Regions from separate parts of the Ovis aries genome. Here region 1 is linked to region 2. A link is a contact called in public Hi-C data. All regions are on one chromosome and are shown on one strand. The core of a region is the stretch at or near the end of the contact, and the rest is flanking DNA. Distances in the headings are between cores, read along the strand shown. Region 1 has its middle 32 kb from the start of SPARC. Region 2 holds the start of SLC36A1 (solute carrier family 36 member 1).

The links. A called contact is a pair of places that touch in the nucleus more often than the background predicts.
Region 1: a contact with region 2 is called in a Hi-C map of hypothalamus, with 5 times the contacts expected there. The contact joins the enhancer-like site here to the promoter of SLC36A1 in region 2. A contact is called at or near these places in 2 of 16 Hi-C or Micro-C datasets (hypothalamus and tail adipose tissue).

Annotation. Positions count from the first base shown.
Region 1 is chr5:60,628,492-60,631,191 of ARS-UI_Ramb_v3.0, reverse strand. No RefSeq gene overlaps it. Among named protein-coding and RNA genes, the nearest start is that of SPARC, 32 kb to the left of the region's middle. Within about 2 kb of position 1,396, at least 8 of the 54 cell types and tissues checked have an H3K27ac peak or open chromatin away from gene starts, as enhancers often do. A contact at or near this core is called in hypothalamus, where this site is marked.
Region 2 is chr5:60,419,558-60,422,257 of ARS-UI_Ramb_v3.0, reverse strand. It overlaps SLC36A1 (solute carrier family 36 member 1), which reads right to left and starts at 1,301. Exons shown (of 13, transcript XR_009600704.1): 1 at 1,179-1,301. It overlaps SLC36A2 (solute carrier family 36 member 2), which reads left to right and starts at 1,466. Exons shown (of 13, transcript XM_027970428.3): 1 at 1,466-1,695.

The sequences.
Region 1 (2,700 bases), core at 147-2,646, 210 kb before region 2:
AGGTGAGACAATGACTGACATCTTACAGTTGCTCAAAATTATTTGTTGAACTGTTGACCTAAAACAGACTGCTGGATATTTCTCCAGCAAAAATGAGTTTATTTTGGGATCAGCAAAGAATTGCAATTTGGGATCTGCGACTCTGGCAAGCCACATGCAAGTCCCAGCATGGCAAGGGAAGGAGAACTCTTTTATAGAGGGAAAAGGAAGGTGGGAGGGTTCCCAGAGTCTATGGCTTTTCGCTGGCTGAATCCTTGCCGGGAGTCTTTCTTCTTCCTGTTGGGCTCTGTTATCATTGCATGGCGTGAGAGCTCCTCCTTCAGGTCTCTCAAGTTTATTTAACTGAGGTTTCTATTTATTAATTTTTTTTACAGAACAAGCATTGCACTGAGTCAGGGCAGTGACAGCAGCATGGAAGCTGTGAAGCGTTATGTTGTCGTTGCTGTTTAGTCGTTCAGTCGTGTCCAACTCTTTTGCGACCCCATGGATTGTAGCCCACCAGGCTCCTCTGTCCATGGGATTTCCCAGGCAAGAATATTAGAGTGGGTTGTTCATATCCTTCTCCAGGGGATCCTCCCAACCCAGGGACTGAACCGGAGTCTTCTGCACTGCAGGCAGATACTTAACCACTGAGTCAATAGGGAAGACTTAAAGTGCTATGGCTTGGGGAAAACCACCCCAAGTAGCAGAAAAGCCATGCGTGTTAGAATTACAGAAATATTAGTGTCTCCTAGTTTCATGAGCAGTTCTTAAAAAGCAGAGAACTTTTTTTCGGGGGGTGGGGTTGGTCAGCACATCAGTTTCTCCCTCTCACACAAGCTTGTAAATGGTGGGGCTGGGGGTAACCATTCCATCCAACCCCTTTGCCGTAATGATGGGAAAACTGAGGCTCTTCTGAAGGGGTAGAAGAAATCGATATTAATGGCTGAACTGAGGCTAGGAGCTCAGGCCCTCTTCTTGTTGGGCCAGTGTACCCTGGTATTCTTTGCTTAGACAAAGAACAGAGGGGGGATTGTATTTGAGGGGCAGCCTGATCTGCCGTGAGAAACCTGTCACAATGCCTGGGCATTGTGTCTCCTGAAGATTCCTATTAAAACAGAAATACTTTATCAAAATTTCATCCCTTTGAAGAGATTTGTTTCTGAGATAGGCCATATGAAACAGCAAAGAATGAGACCCTGAGGGAGGAGGAAATTCCAAAGGTGCTGGTGGTGTTTGTTATTAATATAAAGGGGAGCTGGGGGGGCTAGACTTGGGGGCAGGAGGGTGGAAAAGAGGTGTGGCACCCATGCCCACCTTTGCCAATCTCATTTTGTCTCATGCTGGCCTCAAACCTGAACCACAGAGAACTGTTCAAATGCCAACAAACAAACACAAAGCCGCAAACAAAGAGGTATTTGTACTGCGGATAACCAGTCGCACGGGCGGCTCGGGTGTAGTGGAAGGCAAGCATGGGTTTGGGAACAGATGGCGTTTAGAAAGCTGAGGAGGGGAGAGGGCCACCCCCTGCTGCTGTGCCACCCTGCCCAGCACCCCCTGCGGTGAAGGAACAAGACGGTTCCCTCCCAGATCCCTCCCATCAGAGGTGCCTCCTGGGGGCCTGAACCACACACTGAAGCTCCTCTTCATTCCTGCCCTCCTGGAGGGTGGGGTGGGGAGGACACAGGGGGCTCTCTGTGACTGCTTGGACAGCTGGAATGGGCAGAAAACAAGCAAGGTCAGCAAGACTTTGATATTCTAGCTAGAGAGCTCAGGACTGACCACACCCCGCTCCCTGCAGTCAGCAACTGGAAACACCTACAAGAAACTGAATGGAACAAATAATATCACCAGTAGAAGTGGACCTGAGCATCCCCTGGTTGGTTCCATTCATCCTTGGCTGCTCCAGGGAGGGAGATGAAGCCAGGACCTGCTGCCAGAGCTTAGTCTGAGAACTAAGCGGCTCCTGAAGCACATGAAATTTTTCCTTCTCTCCCTATTCAAAGCCTAGTTGTTATTAAAGGCTCAGCTAAAGTCTACAGCAGCTCTCTTCCCTCTGAGCACCCGTAGCTGTTTTCTTCACCCGGCATTTTGCACAGGCAGCCCCGTGTCACCACTGCTTACCAATGCCTGACATCTCTCTGCAGTTCAGAGCTGAGCACACAGTATGAGACCCTGATAAAAAAAAAAACCTGGAGCTGGATGGAACCTGAATCACCATGGTTGTTCACTCTCCCCAACCCCTGTTACAGATGGAGAAACTGAGGCCCAGAGAGGGCAAGGGGATTGCATGAATGGCAGCTGGGAAGGGCTGGGGTATTCACTGAACTGAGAAACAAGGGTAAAGGTCGTCCCTGTGGTGTGTCTGCACTGGCAGGCATGGAAGGCAGCATTTCAGCTGATGAATCTGAGACGTCCTTCAGCTTCAGCATAATTGCATTTTAAGAAATCAAATTCTATTTTAGCTCTCTGGGGGCTTTTTTTTTTTTTAACTTTAAACTTTTTATTTTGTATTGGGATATAGCTGATTAACAGTGTTGTGGTAATTTCAGGCGAACAGTGAAGGGATTCAGCCATACATATACATGAATCAATCCTCCCCCAACCCCCCTGGGGGCTTTGTGATTAAAGAAATTATATACGATATTGTTCCTTAAAAGTCAGTGATCAAGGACTTCCTGGTAGCCCAGTGGCTAAGACTCTGTGCTCCCAATGCAGGGG
Region 2 (2,700 bases), core at 52-2,551:
TCTCTCTGGTTAGAAAACAGACTGAGATACAGACAATGTCAGAGCAGAAGGAGACCTTAGGGATTCCACCCCATCACTGTACAGACTGGGAAACCTAAACCCAAGTAAGGATGAAAGTCATCCCGGGTTGCAAAGCAAGTGTCAGAACTAGAACAAAATCTCCTAATTTCCCAATCTCAGTTCTTTCCATTATACCAAGCTATCTTCTTTCAGCAAGCCTCAAATTACTGCAAAACATTCATCGGAATAACCAGCATTCCTCAAATCTGACAAGCTACATTAAAAACAAAGCAAAGGTCTTGACATTCTTCAAGTTAATGCTAGCATTCTCCATAACCTCAGCTGGGCGCCGCCTACCCTCCCAAGAGCATCATACTCTGCTTCGTATTTCATATTTTGGGATGACTTACACAAAATTGCAGAATGCTTAAAAACAAAACCTACAGAATGATGAGTTTGCAGAAAAATCGGGGAACAGTGAATGAGGGAACCACACCCAGAGCCAAGCCGATCTAGCGGCAATTGAGAATGCAAAGCTGAAAAGGGGATAAGAACGAACGTAGGAAAAGGGTGTTGTTGGTTTTTTTTTTTTCCAACCTGTCAAATTTTCTGCAGGAGGCAGTCTGGTGAAAAGCAAAGAGCCGCTGGGGTTCACGGAGACTTGGATTCTAGTCGCAAGGCTGCGACTAACTCACCGGATGACCTTAGGCAACCCCTACTTTTTCTTGGACCTCGATTTCCTCAACAGCTCTAGAAAGTGATTGCAAAAGGTAATTTCCCAGAGTCCTGGTAGTTCCGGCATCCTATGACCCAAAGACCGGCTATCAGCCATCTCCCAGCAGGGCTCCCGCAACTGCCGGGTCACCTCCCCACGATGTCTGGACCATTGTAGGAAGCGCAGCAGAAGCCCTAGCTAGTCGTTTCGGTGATCCTTCCCATCTCTGGACCTATTCCCACACCTGTCAAAAAGGATGGGGAGGTCAAAGGAGACAGCGCGAAGAACACCTCTCATCCTGGAGGGGAGCCCACAACGCACCGCAGCTGCCACCGGAGAGCCGAGGAGACCAGGACTCGCAGCCCAGGCCGGTCGGCGCCAGACCCGGAGCATCTGCTGAACCCGGAGGAAGGCGACTTGGGTCCAGCAGAAGGCGACCACCCGCCGCCAGCCCCAGACTTACCGCTCGGGTTCCGACTCCAGCTCTGGCTCCCACTTCGGTGCAGCAGCCCACCAGTCCACCAGTTCCTGCCTCAGCTCGAAGCCCTAGCCATCCCCACCCTCCGCTGCCCAAGCAGCCGCTTCCGGGCCCGTCACGTGACCCAGGCGCTCAAACCTAGGCGCGGGTCACGTGCTCCCTCGCGCGGCTACGCCTCCCCTCTAGTGGGCTCGGCTTCGCAGCACCACCTGGCGACGGGGAGCTGAAACTGCGGGAACAACGGTTCTCTGGGAGCTGGGACTGAGCCCGGCGTCGGACATCTGGGCACCAGCCGCGAGCCCAGCGTCGCAGAGCGCAGTCACCTGAGGTGTGGGCTTGTGGAAGGTGGCTCAGTTTTCCACCCGCTGGACTTTCTTTAAGACGTTTCAATGATCATATGTTGCTTTTATGAGTGAGAAATAATACATCTTTTCAAAACTTTAGTCATATTTTAAAACTTCCACCAAACGTATGTGGTGGCGACCGGAAGTGGGACTCTGAGGTAAGGCCAATTCTTTCTATTTTAAAAATTTAAGTAACATTTTTGAATGACAACTTTTCAGTATGTTTGAGGTGTATGTCTTATCTACGCTTCTCTTTTACTTTAAAAAAAGTCTTTAAAAATTTAAAGATTAAAAAATTTTTAATTTAACTTAAAAAGTTAAAGATTTAACTTTAAAAAGATTAACTACTCAGAGAAACAAACCCACAAATTATTGATACAGCTACAAAATGGATAAATCTTAATTATATTGAAAAAAGTCAGAAAAAAACATTGTATTTATATAATCTAGAAATTTTAAAATAATCTACACTGACAGAAAACACATCAGTGGTTGCCTGGGAATGGTTGTTGAGGTCAGGAGAGAAGAAAGTGATTATAAAGGGACATAAGGAAACTTCTCAGGTGACATATACGTTCATTATCTCGACTGTGGTAATAGTGTCACTGGTGAATATACATGTTGAAGGTTATCAAGTTATACACTTTAAATTTGTGCAGTTTATTGTATGTAAATTATACCACAATAAAGCTGTTAAAATATTCAGTAAAAATTATAAGTAGAGTGGTAGGGCCTGAGGAGGGGACTTATGGCAAGGAAGCAGCTTCACAGAGACTGTGGCGGAGGCGGGAGCCCCCAAATTCCTGTGGCAGAACCATGAAAGGCTGGGAAGCACTGCTCACCCCTCTCTCGGTGGCTGGGCTTCCTGGGCCTGGACAATAAAGCCGAGGAGCCAGAGGAGAGGAAAGGCGGAGACCAGAGCGGGGACCAGAGCCTGGCCGGCAGCCGGCCATGCAGACAGCCAAAGGAGCCCACGGCGGCCAGCAGCAGCTGGGCCGAGAAGCCCTCCGCTCCTGGCTGCCTCCAACCTCGACTCCAGGCTTCCCCACACCCCTTTCCCGTGGATTCCAGCAAGGCCTTTGCCTGGCAAAGGCCACCTGGTGGCCAGTGAAGGTTTACAGGCTCAACAACGATGAGCAGTGGGATGACCAGGGTGCTGGGCA